Linked DNA regions of Triticum aestivum: region 2 is linked to region 1. Evidence: chromatin contacts called from public Hi-C data. All regions are on one chromosome and are shown on one strand. The core of a region is the stretch at or near the end of the contact, and the rest is flanking DNA. Distances in the headings are between cores, read along the strand shown. Region 1 holds the start of LOC123051973 (phragmoplastin DRP1E). Region 2 holds the start of LOC123051991.

Region 1 (6,637 bases), core at 2,868-5,367:
CAAGCTCCGCTTGAAGAGTGGGAAATCTTCTCAGTTCCTAGTGAAACAATATCACTACAGTAAATACATAACTTACAAAAATTTTAAGTGGCAAGTTGGAGTTGAAGTGTACAAGAAAACAAACCTCAGTCTCCCCAATTGATTTCCTTACCAGCTCTTTCAGGACATTATGCACCTAAAGTGATGATAAAAGGGGACTTAGTGGAAGAAACATGGCAAAGCAAGCAACCACAGGAAGAAGAAATCTTACAGCATCTACAGAAGCTTCAGCTGGCCCTCTAAAATAACTGAGACCAGACTCTATCAGTCGACGGTAACCTTGCTCAGGAGCAATTAAATGAGGCTGATAACCATCAGCTTGTGACACAATTCGTTTAACGTTTGGCAAGGAGAGGTGGCGATCAAATGGAAGCTTCCGCAGAGCAGCAGGGAGTTGATTATCAAAGACCCAGTAAATTCGATCACCACCAGGTCGTCTGCATATTTCAATATCCACGTTACAGATTATAACCAAGAAAAATAAAGACATGAAATAATCAAAATGGAACTTACCCTCCATCAAGATGTTCTTTAAATATTTTGTCAAACGCACGGCACAACTCCAGGACTAGATATAACTGAGCCTGCACAAGTACATGAATGGTGTTACATATGTCTGTTTGAGTCCAATGCAATTTAGCTCAAAAGTTTCATTGATTACCCCAGCGTCTGATCCAATAGGTCTACCAAGGTGATCCATCTCAGATTCAAGCTCATCAATAGTTTTGTTTATCAAAGATGTGATGCTTGGAATGCGTGCCCTAATAACTGCCTCGAGTTGCTGAGAGATAAAAAACAGGATTGCATGATGAGACCATTGCTACCTTACAAAGAACAAGAATAAAAACACTAGAAGGATGTTTCGAACCTGTGAAAGAAGTTTAGCAAGATATTCTGAACCCATCCTGCTGGCTAAATGAGCATATTCAGGACTAGAATGAAAGAACTCTTGTTCTTTTTCCCTAGCAATAATCATGTCAACATTCCTGTTGATATCTGCTTGTGAGCGGTTAACAATTCCAACCCATGGGTGTTGTAGCTTGTAAGCTCTTCCTTCAAGAACCTTAGCGAGAAGAACAAGTATTGGGCATTATTAGGTCCTTAATAAGCCCAAAATTCACAGAAAAAAGTAAAGTAGAAGCATACATCAAGTGCATCTGTTCCCTTGTCCATCAAATCAAGCTTAGTCAACACGCCAAAGGTCCTTTCACCTATGAAAATTTAAAATGAACCCTCAGGCAAGAAATATGTTTTTTTTATAAAGTACGCTTTTATTAATAGGCAAGAAAATATGGTAGATGCATCAAACAGATAATTTTGTCACAGTGGGGGAGAATATCAATCAAATGTGAACAGGTCATAAAATATTAGACAAGAGAATCAGTAGTCTAAGCCATTGGAGTGAAATGTACATCGCACATGGCTCAGTAATCATTAATCGACCACAATAATCTGGAGTTAAAACCAAATACTTGCTAAGTTATGTATCGGTTCCACCGAAAAGATGTTGTTTTGTTATTTTTCATGTTGAACATCCATAGTGCTAAAATCTTTGAAGCAAATGACATCAGCAAATATGATGAGTTGTGACATTGATAGGCGTATAAAGCATAAGTACATACGTAGTTATTCAACATCATACTGAAGGATTGTACCATCAGATAATAGAATTAGTAGATCACAACAAAATAAGTGCAGAATTTTGGTTCATACCACTTGGATCAACATCCCGAGCAAGCTTAATGGCATCTGATGTTGCTATATCTTGATTGGCAGGAGATATAGCAAGTATAATACAGTTTGGCTACAAAAGAAGATAGGAATGTGTCACTCCATAGGTAAATATCAACATGCACATCTTATGTATGTCAAGTGCACCCCATTGAAGCAATAGCAGTACCTTCTCAACATATAAGCGCACCATGTTTTCGATATCCTGGGCAATGCTTTCAGGCTGCCCCTCTGAAAAGAGATGACAACATGGTGAATGAAAATTCCTTGTGAACATTGCCTAGATCAGAAAATGTGAAAAAAAATAGACATTGGCATACCGGTAGCAACCTTAGTTAGACCCGGCAGATCAATCAATGTTAAGTTGACAACTGCAATAGCCAATTGAGTAGAATAAATGACTTATCAAGAAAATGTAGAAGTAATACCCCTCCGGAAAAAGATTAAGATCCAAGAAGATGCAAGAGCTGCATGAATGCTATTGTTTATAAACTAAGATCTCTATATAAACACCACCATGAAAAAGGAATGAAATCAGAGATACATGGCTACTGTTGTCAAACAGAGAAGTTACAGTGATATTCATATAAAATGGAACTGGAAATTTATATTTAGTAAATACCAGCAGCAATATTCTCCATCAATGTAGCACTAAGTTATGCACTTATGTCCAACGTATAATACCGTTTGGTGAGTATATGCTGAGATGAATAGGGACTGGAGATATTTGTTTTGATCTCCCCGTCAATCTATCAGTTTCATCTTCGATTTCCATGCGCACAAGAGCTGCAGAAAACAGACAAACAGCATGTACAGAATAAGCATCTGATCAACTTGAGTTGCCTCCCAGTAATGAAAATACTTCAGCTATTCCAAATTCATTTCAGGACATCATTTTTTTTCTGAAGGATGGATGTGTGTGATGTTTTTTGGATACATGTGGCCATATGCAAATCAGCCTGATCAAAAACACATAACACTTGAACTGGTAGCACCAGACGCAGGTTGGTCAAATAAAATCGTTTAAATCTGCCAGTCTCAGCATTAACACCTACTCATTGAATCACTGATGGAAAAGTCTTAAACACTTAGCAACACAGTCAAGTGCATAATGTAGTCTGAGCTATCCACATAGGGTGGAGACTAGAGAGAGTGACCATAGAACTTTACCTAAAAAACTCCCCATTGCACCTGACCCATCCTTGTGGAGTAGAAGATTACAACCATATCGATAAGCAATAGATAAAACCACACATTTTTTTATATAATAGCACTCCACAGCCAGTGCATCATCAAGTGCCCACAGCCTGAATATTATCACACATATGTAGCTTGTATTGAGCAATACAACTTCTGGTGCAGGTGCAGGTACATATAGATATATTATTCCACTGCACTTATTAATAGCACAGCAAATCACAGTAGACATTAAAAAATCAGGCATCCATTACTACTAGTAGTTACTTGAAGCATAACCCCTGAATAACCCCCTAATCAGGCATCCATTACGGGCACAGAGAGAGCTCACCGAAATCGGGCATTAAAAAATCAGGCATCCATTACTACTAGTGTTTACTTGAAGCATAACCCCTGAATAACCCCCTAATCAGGCATCCATTACGGGCACAGAGAGAGCTCACCGAAATCGGTGAACCGACGCCTTGGTGCATGCAGGAACTCGGCGTACTCCTGCTCCCCGACCTCCGTCTTGTGCAGCTGCAGAACCAGTGGCCTCCTCGTCACGATCCCTTCGAACCACAACGCACAACCGCGAAATTAAACAATCAAAACAAACGGCACAAAAGCTCGAATAGTCGGAGCTGGACGCGGGATTCGCTGCCATACCAGAGCCTCGAGGGAGGAAGTCACGCCCAACGATGCTCTCCAGCACGGACGACTTCCCCGAACTCTGCACGTACGAACGCAACCGGGCGCAGAAAAATCAAACCCAGGCGTCACGGTAATTAAGCCACGAAACGAAAACCCTAGGCGGGGCGAGCACAGGCGACCGAAGGTGGGAGTACCTGCCCTCCGACGACGGCCACGGAAGGCAGCGCCTCCCACAGGGCGGGGAGGGAGGCGGCGGCGCCGTCCCCGCCGTGGTCGCCGAGCACGGTGCAGGCGCGCTGGATGCGGTTCACGAGCACGATCACGTTCTCCATGGTCGCCATCTGCGCAGCCCCGGCAGTTGGAGTGGAAGGTTCTAGAAGGCGCGGGAAGGGGGAGGGGGAGAGATGGCGCTTCGCTGCTGCGCGAGAGGCCCTGCGGACGAAGGAAGCAGAGAGGCGTTGCTGTCGTGGAAATTGAGAATCGGCTTCGTCGGCCTGTATTTTAACTGCCGGTTTTGCTAAGGCTGGTCATAACGGGAGTAACTTATACTAGTGTCATATATATACGACACTAGTCTAAATTATTATCTTCATAATGTAAAGTAACATAGTACTCCCTCTGTAAACTAATATAAGAGCATTTAGATCACTAGTTTAGTATTCTAAACGCTCTTATATTAGTTTACGGAGGGAGTAGTAGTGTCATAGAAGACTTCATTAATTAGCTTGTAGACTTATCTTGTCTTGAAAAACGTTATGTTACAGTAACATATTATATTACCACTTCTCATTAACTACATGTCACATAAGCAAAAATTTCTCGAAGTGCGTTATGTTACTTGCTAAGTTACTCCCACTATGACTAGCCTAAAGTACATCTAGATGTGCCATAAGTATTGCACATCTAAATCATATGTCATTGATTTTACATTGAGATTCGTGTGAATATTTTCTTTCTCTTTTTTCTTTTTTCCTTTTTGCTTGATTCACTCACTTAGATGTGTAATAATTAGAGCATATCTAAATGTGCCCTAGACATACCCTTTAACTGCCAGTTTCACCCCTCACGATATTTCCAACTTTCCAAGTCGCCAAACGCAAAAGAAAGAGGAGTCCAAGTCGCGGCTTTGGTCACCAAAATTTTAAATTTGAGTAGTTTCTAAAACTGAATAGTTACTTTTTAAGCTTATAATTAACCTAAATAGTTTTATTAGTGCATGAAAGAAATGAACAGCAAATGCCTTTTTGCGAATGGAAAACTCTGCATGTGTCATGAGGAAGTAAGTTTTCTAGTAGTATACTTTTGGTAAATGATCTCGATTTGGCGCCAGTCTCCTCCCAATTGTCCCTACACGTGTCATTTTTCTCTCCCTCTCCACACACATGCCCCCCGTTGTGCCCCTATCTTCTTCTCATTCCCATTTGTGTCACATTATTCTTCTCCCGACATCACCCAATCTTCTTTCCCCAACACACGAATCCTCCACGGCCACGCAGATTCTGTCGTCAATGGTCACCCCACCTCCAGCGCAGGACCCCATCCCAACCACATCCTCCTGACCTGGCCTGCGTTTTTTTTCTTCTTCTCGTTTCTGCCTACGAGCCATAGTTGTCATGGGGGAAGCTGTGACCGGCACCACAATATGCTACGACTGGAAGATGGGGAAGCTGGGCCAGCACTCCGTGATGCTACGACGCGCAAATGGGATGTTGAGACCATGCCCCGATGATGTTGGGACCCTGCACTATGCCCAGCAGATGGATATGCTAGGATCCTGCACCCCACAATCCTATGATAGACAGGCGGGTATGGTGGGATCGCCACATGCGACGCTATGGCCATCAGTTGGATATGCTCAGACCGCGCCCCCGACAATATTGTAATCCGCAAGTGGCTAAGCTTGGACCACAACGTCCGCGTGCTACGACCACATCGGTTGTGTGCCACGACGGTGATGAGGGTAAGCCACCAAATGTTGAGTGGATGTCATCGTCACCACATGGACACATTCCACTACAGCAATGACTCCACAACAACCAAGCAAACTACGAAATAACACATCAAGCACGCTAGAAAAAGGCCACTACCAGACTCGAGCGGCGACCCAAACTCATATCGACACCATCATCGTTGCCGGAATAGACGTTGACGCCCTAAATCTCAACAAACCACACAGACAAGCCGCTGCCAACCACCGGTTTTCTAGTCGTAGCCGGCTTCAAGATGATGCCCCCAAGGAGGAGAAAGACGCGAATACACATCTATCACATGATTAAGAGAATACGAGGTTTCTCTTCAAAGCCAAGAATGTGGGGAGAGTGATGAGAACATCTCCATAACGGCGCTTCCAAGAAGACCACGCTACTCGTGGGCGCCGTCATCGATGGATCTGAAGGAGGTGGAAAGAGGATTTCTCCTTGAGATGCCTCGACCACCTTCTGCCCTACACCGGGACATCGCCCACCGCAAACCCTCTAACCACCGAACCATGCCTCAAGCCAACTCCAATTTTGTCCGCTGGGTCCCATGACCCGCCACGCCCATACATGCACCGCCCCGTGGCCGAAGCTGCCACCACCAAGTCCGAGACCGCCACCCGAGAAACTGCAACCAACCGCCAGCACAAACCAGATTTGGGCCAAGCCCAAGTGCATCATAACCAGGAACCACCGCCTAGGCCACGCCATAGACACCACGAAGCATAGGACCACCTCACCATCGGGCGGAGCAGTTACTAGGCGTTGCCGCACGTGGCTACGCTAAGCCCCCACATCGCCTCTCGTCCTAGCCTCCTCAACATTCGCCAGAGCAACACTCCAAGGGCAATCCCACGAACCAAGGTCGATCACCATGGCGAACAACTCCACCGAGAGGGGCGCGCCCAGAGCAACGCTCGCGTGAGAAACAAATCCAGTAACTGTCAACCGCCAGCGTCGACCCGCCAGTGGGCTTTGCCCAATGACATGTGTTGCTTGCGGCGACGATTAGGGTTTTCGCTCGAGATCGACGCGGGGTCTTCTTTTGTACCCCAATTTTG
Region 2 (6,637 bases), core at 1,474-3,973, 180 kb before region 1:
TCTCATGGTTTTGGTCTAATTCTTTTTTTTTTTTTGCTTGAACGGTTGGAATTATTCACTGCTTGCTGGTAGCTACGCTTGTTGTTGTGCTGCTTGAATCTATTTGTTTTGAGTAGGGGGGTGGCAATTTCTTGAGACTAGCATGACAATTTCTTCGTAGAGAAGACAATTTTTTCACCCAAAACTGCCGAGAGTGTTCGTTGGGAGTTCCTTCCCATCAAACATTTGCCAGTTAGCGTTACCGTATACTCCCTCCGTCCGAAAAAGCTTACCCCAAGCTTGTTTCTTAAGTGGATGTATCTAGCACTATAGATACATCCATTTGAGGACAATCTTTTTCGGACGGAGGGAGTATTTTTTTACTCGGCCCGTTGCGGCAGATATATTATCATGGATGATAGCACTTGAGTGGTGCTGTGATGCGCTTGGTTGGTGTCTTTTTACTGGAGTGGTGTAGCTGTAGTTTTGTGATGAGTAGGAATCGGGGACCTTGTTCCTAGGCCAAGGACGCGTGCTCTACGGGCTCTTTTTGGCATGGCTGTCCGATCAAACAAAGAAAGGCGTGGGAATTTGCAGTCCTGGCTGCGAGGAAAGAGGCGCCCCCGCTTTTGTGGTGTTTTGTGCTGCCTTGCCTAGATGACCGGAGCGCACACACACACACACAACGTAGTAATAGTGCTACGTGGGTACTACAAATGGGAAGCACAGAGGAGACGTCGTTGTAGCGCGTCGCGGAGGAGAAGGGATATGCGTTTTCTTTTTGTTACGGCCAGCCATGGCGTCGCATCGCATTATCATCCTAATGGTGATGTGATGCGCCCATTGCTTTCCTTTTCATCCTAATGGTGATGTCATCGCATTATCCTTTATGTATGCTCATGATCGCACCGCCGGCAGCGCGTGCGCGCGCCTTCATCATCTCCCCCTCTCCAGCTTCTCTCACTCGAGCTCGATGCCATCTCAGTTCCCAAGGGAGGAGTGCTAATCACCGCCCTCGCCTCGCCAATGTCCAGGACAATGCTTTATCCACTTTTTAGAAAACAATAAAACATACTGACAGACACATGCATTGCCCGGGAGAAGCTTCTTCTTCTTACTCAGCTAAACAATGCCGCTGACAGTCGTCTTTCGTCTTCCAAGAATTCGAAACATGAATGGAAAAACACAGCCACAGGCACGGCAGCAGCTCACGAGCTCTCGAAGCGATACAGCCGCACGTAAATAAATGGGAGGGCAGAGCGGAACAAAATTGAAGTCGTAGGCGTCAGAGGTCAGAGAACACACGTTCAAACAAAAGAAATGAGGTGACCTGTGAGCCCCAGCCCAGCCCAGGTCGTCTCGTCGTAATTCACACAAGCTACCGCAGCTGAACTGCTCTGCCCCCGTTCAAACAAGAAACTCAAAAACAAAACAGCTTCATTTGATTATCTTTCTCTCGTCGTCTCTCAGCGAGCAGTGACAGCGCACGGCGCATCAGCAGAAGGTCAAATTTTGCGGGAGGAGGACAAGGTGACGATTTCCGACGGGGGAAAAGAGGAGGCGGTTTGCCGGCCGGAGCGGAGCGGCGGCCACGTCACCGGAACCTGCCCATGTCGGCCAGCTTCCGGGAGGTGTTGCGCCCGAAGGACGCCGCGCTGCTGGCCGACAGGTGCCGCCGGTGGCTCTCGCCCAGGGCCGACGGCTCCGGCTGCTGGCACCGCCGCCGAGGACCGCCCGTGCTGGGGCGGACCAGCGGGCTCAGGCACACCGCGAACCCCGAGATCCCGTCGCCGCTCGCGCCTGATCCGCCCGGCCTGCCGCGTCGCTGGGGGTGATGATGGTGCCTGGCCGGGGAGGGCGACGGGAACCACCAGCTGCTGCTCGTGCTGCCTCCTGGGGACTCCGGCTCCTCGTCCACCGGCCGCGGCAGAGATGAGGATGACGCGTCCGGCCTCCGCTTGCGCCGGGCTATGGCGGAGAGCCACGAGGTGGACCGCCGGGGCGAGTCCTTCTTGCTCTCGCTCTCCTCCTCCCGGCCGCCGCGCCGCCCGCCGCCGAAGAGGGTTGCCAGGAAGGACCGCCTCCGGTGGAAGGACTTCTTCCGCTCGCTCTCCCGGGGCTCGTCGTCGGCGGCGCGGGTGGCGGGGCCGACCTGCGGCGTGCTGAAGAAGAGGAGCTCGGGGCGGTGGCTGTGGCTGTGGCGGGACGACGTGTACGCGCAGGCGTCGGAGCGCCGGTGCTGCTGCGCCACCGGAGCGGCGGCGAAGGGCGACGCGCGCGCAGGCGAGCTGCCCCGGCTGCTGCTGCTGCTGCAGTCGGCGCCGCTGCTGGCCCCGGCCCCGGCCCGGTCGCGCTCGGCGGCGAGCACGAGGAGGCGGTCGCGGAGGCAGGGCGCGCAGACGCCCAGCGCGTTCGCGTACGGGTGGAGCTTGCACCTCATCGGCCCTCCCCTCCTCGCCGGATCACCAGGCGCGCATCTCCGGCGAGGGGCGGTTGGGCTCGCGGAGGCAGATCGCGGGCGGGGCACGAGGAGGATCCGCGGAGCGTGCGGTGGTTGGGTGGGTTCGGATTGCTGGAGCGTGCGCTGCAGCTTGGATTTTTGTCGCCTTGGTTGGCTCGCTCGCTCGAGAGGGAGAGGGAGGACGGGACTGGAGGAGTGGTTGGGCGATGCTGTAATGCCCGGACGGACGGATGGATTTATTTGGGACGGTGCGGTGCGGTACGGCCCCGGCCGCACCCTGGTCTACTCTATCTATTCCAAGGCACCGGTGCTGTTCCGTCTAGCGTTACGGAATCACCCTCCTCTCATCTCTCCGTTCGGTTTTATTCGTTGCAAGTGAAGTGAGTATAGATCCTCGTGTCTAGATCGGATGGTATTTAACCGTTAAAAACATTTCTGTACACGTCTACACTTGCATGTATCTCGTGTCTAGATCGGATGGTATTTAACCGGTGATTTTTCTATTAATTTTCTCGGTCGATTTAGGAATAGCAAAATCATTACGTGCTCAATAAATTGCGGATCTTATTTTTGTACGCCTTTTGTTCTAAAAGAACGTGCGTGAAAAAGGGAAACGAACCCTTTCACCAACCGGTCGTGAAAAGGAAACATAGCCTCTACTCTGCCGAAGGAAAGGGGAGGGGGTGGACTCCGCCAGTTCTCAAAATAACGAAGGTGAAAAAAGAAATGGATCCTCTACCCAGTCGACGACGCGGGGAGGGGGTTGACTCGATCGGTTCTAAAACAAACAAATGTGAAAAAGGAAACCGAAGGCGCCTGGGTGGGGGTAGGTGGACTCCACCCATTCTCAAAATAATTGTTGTGGAAAATGGAAAGAACGGTGAGACATCTACTTTGGATCTGCCAGACGTTCGAAGTTAAGGTGTCATAGCTCTCTTTCTTTTGTAGGCGGCAAACCAGTCATTTTTTGGAAAAACATCGAAAAGATCAAGGAGTTATTGATGGACATGAAAAACCGCCTATTTTACCCATCATTAAGTGTTGGCCGATATCGATTTCTCCCGAGGATCGTCACCCCATGGGACCCTCATTTCCGTATCCTACGTCGTGCTAATCAATTTTACTGCAACACCCCACACACGTCCGTAATGTAGCCAAGCCCACATGCTCAACTTGTCGTCAACCACCTTGAGAGATAAATCTGGGAGGGATTTCACACAATCAACCATAGTCTCATCAGGTTGTTTTTTTGGCGCGCGGGGGGGGGGGGGGGGGGGGTTCCTCAGACCTGATCATGGCGATAACATCGCTAGAGTGACACCATACCGCTCTGTTGTGCAGCGTGACACCAAAGTCGAACCCCTCCATGAGTGAGAGTGCATCTTATGTCCCTTTGTTGGGTTTTGATGATCAAACGACAAGGACATTGAAAGGATTAATAGTTTATAAAGTTTATTTCGAGAAATGCATCCCATTTGTGAGTGGAAAGATCAATATTGATCCCTAATTTTATATCTTTAAGTGGGTTTCTCCTTTGATATCTTAGTTTATACTTTATAGGTATTTTGGTGAATCCAAGAGTCACATTGAGTTTAGGGACAATCGTTACAGATTCTCAACCAGAATCCCCAAGAATTTTACTCTTGCCACTTAAGTGCTATGTGAAAGGGCATGTAGCCCCTATGTGTGTTGTGGTAATTAATGACACTCTCTATGGACTAATACTTTCACTCAGATATATTTGAAGGAATATTACATGGGTGGTGCCTTAAGGTTGATTGCCATAAAGAAGAAGATTTTCTCTAAGTTTTGGTATTGAATGGCAATTCCTATGGAGCATCAAGGTCGTTGTATCTTATATGAAGAAATGTTCCATAGTTATGCATGAAGCATGTTGGATTTATTTGGGAAGAGTGGAATCAAAAGCCTCTGGAAGAAGTCTTCATGGCATCCTCTTTGCTTACCCCATGCACACGGGGTCTAGGGGTCGTGCCCACGGTGTCCATGGAAATCTTTCTCGACACCCCTTGCACACGGGCTTCCTAACCCCCGTGCACACGGGGTCAGGGGTGTTAAACTCTCGGGATACCCCGTGTGCATGGGGTCTATGCCCCTTGGGCCACAGGGCCTAGGGTTTGACTCTCAGGGGTCTCTTGCCTAGTGAGGATACGACTTGGTCTTTGGATGTATCTAATGGAGTCATCAAGATTTATCTCAATGTCTAACCAAATATGTTCAAGGTGAAGTTCACCAGAGGATCTCAAAGGTTGACACATTTGGGCTTATAAGGATCAAGGTCTTGAGAGTATAATTAAAGAGAAGAATTCAAGCTATGGTACCAAGAGAAGATCATGATGAGCTAATGTGTTGGGTTTTGGTTGATCATGTCTTGAAACAAGAAACTAGAGTTGTGCCTCTCAAGAGTTTGTAATGGGGCATTTAGAAGAGCAAGTGATGAACAATATGATGTTCATGATGAAACTTGATATGGTCATGAAAGAGTCTTTGGTGATCTAGTCTTGAAGCAATGAAGTAAAATGAAGAGTTCATTATGGCTTTCAAGAAACCGATATGGAGCATGAAGAGATGTTGGTTGACCAAGATGAAGCTTGAAGATTGTATCTAGATTGTCAACACACAAGCGCAAACAATGTACCTTGTGGGATCAAGTGATCTAGTGGTATGATAAGTAATTGTGAATTGTGTTTTGTGTAGTAACCCATGCTATGTGTTTGCTATGTCTATGTGGGTTAGTTGTTTCTCAGGGGATTGCATCAAAAGAAAGATGTTGAGTAGGCTATGTGACGGTGACATCAAGTGGTGATGGTCATCGTTTTTGAGGTGTGCAAGTGCAAGATGAAAAGCCGGAGGTTATATGCTTTGAAGCTTGTGGTCCAAATTGTGATTATGTACATGTGAATATGTGCTTAAGTGAAGGCTTCCCTCGTTGCAATATGGGGAAGTAATTCAAATATCTTTCACCAAGTGTTTGTGGTCAAGAACAGGATTCCAACTGGAGGCAAGCATTAACGTCATCAATAAGCTCAAGTGGAATGTGCAAGGCAAAGATGTAACTTAGCTAGGTTTTCCTAGATTTTCCGGTCTCATGGTTCTTGGTGGGAGACCGGATTATAGGTTTGATAGTCGCACTATCAAGAGGGAGTTTCGGGCAAGTAGTTGGATCACGTCGCATGTAGAGAGCTCAAACCTTTGCATGTTTTTTTATCTTGGTTGGTTCTCTATGTGAGGATCTTGTGTTTTCCCAAAGCTTTAAAACGAGCGCAAGATCATCGAAACCGGACTTTGTATGACAAAGGTGTGTTATATGTCTCTGTCGTATCTATAATTTTTTATTATTTCATGCCAATATTCTACAACTTTCATATACTTTTGAAAACATTTTATATTATTTTTGGAACTAACATATTGATCCAGTGCCCAGTGACAGTTCATGTTTGTTGCATGTTTTTTGTTTTGTAGAATATCCATATCAAACGAAGTCCACATGATAAAAATTTACGGAGATTTATTTTGGATCATATGTGATTTTGGGGAAGAAGAATCAACGCAACACTACTACAGGATGTTGCTAACGCGACACTATGATCAGAGACCCTTCGAGAAACTGTGTGCGATGCAATAATCGCAAACGGTGCTATATGAAAACCGTCAGAAATGTGTAAAACGTTTGCGATGACGGATGCATCAAACACGGTTCAGGTTTTATTTGCGTGTGCGATGAAGGGCATACGGTTCAGTTCAATGAACTATTTGCGATGAGGAGGAACAAAAGAAACAGGCAGCCAGATGAAGGCGTGTGTGATACACAGCATACGGTTCACTCGGATGAACTGTTTGTGATTAGGCAACACAAAAGGAATGGTCAGCCAGATCAAAGGTGTGTGTGGTATACGGCATGCGGTTCACTCGGATGAACTGTTTGTGTTGAGACATGAGAACAAAAACGGTTCAAATGAACAAGATGTGTATGATATGAGGCAAATAGGTCTGTAATCGGAGACGTGTGGAAGACCGATAACAACACAGACGATCACTGCTAACAAGCCGTGTGTGTTGTGAGCAAACGATTGCTGGTATACAATTGTGAGTGATTGATGAAAACATCACTGACGGGTTCCATTGTTTAGTCCATGTGCGATGTGATTTTCTTTGTCTGCACAATATCTACGCTCTGTC

What was found. Hi-C and Micro-C count contacts between places; a contact is called where the count stands out from the background.
Region 2: a contact with region 1 is called in a Hi-C map of leaf, with 7 times the contacts expected there. The contact joins the promoter of LOC123051991 here to the promoter of LOC123051973 in region 1. A contact is called at or near these places in 3 of 5 Hi-C or Micro-C datasets (all in leaf) and 1 of 1 datasets of contacts at active chromatin or transcription factors (leaf).

The regions. Positions count from the first base shown.
Region 1 is chr1A:378,517,913-378,524,549 of IWGSC CS RefSeq v2.1, reverse strand. LOC123051973 (phragmoplastin DRP1E) reads right to left here and starts at 4,117. Exons shown (of 15, transcript XM_044474992.1): 1 at 3,795-4,117; 2 at 3,616-3,679; 3 at 3,411-3,518; 4 at 2,455-2,556; 5 at 2,091-2,141; 6 at 1,940-2,001; 7 at 1,753-1,843; 8 at 1,186-1,250; 9 at 908-1,102; 10 at 701-820; 11 at 553-623; 12 at 251-476; 13 at 125-175; 14 at 1-37. The coding sequence starts at 3,941.
Region 2 is chr1A:378,698,467-378,705,103 of IWGSC CS RefSeq v2.1, reverse strand. It overlaps LOC123051991, which reads right to left and starts at 2,723. Exons shown (of 1, transcript XM_044475008.1): 1 at 1,196-2,723. The coding sequence starts at 2,419. The coding sequence ends at 1,574.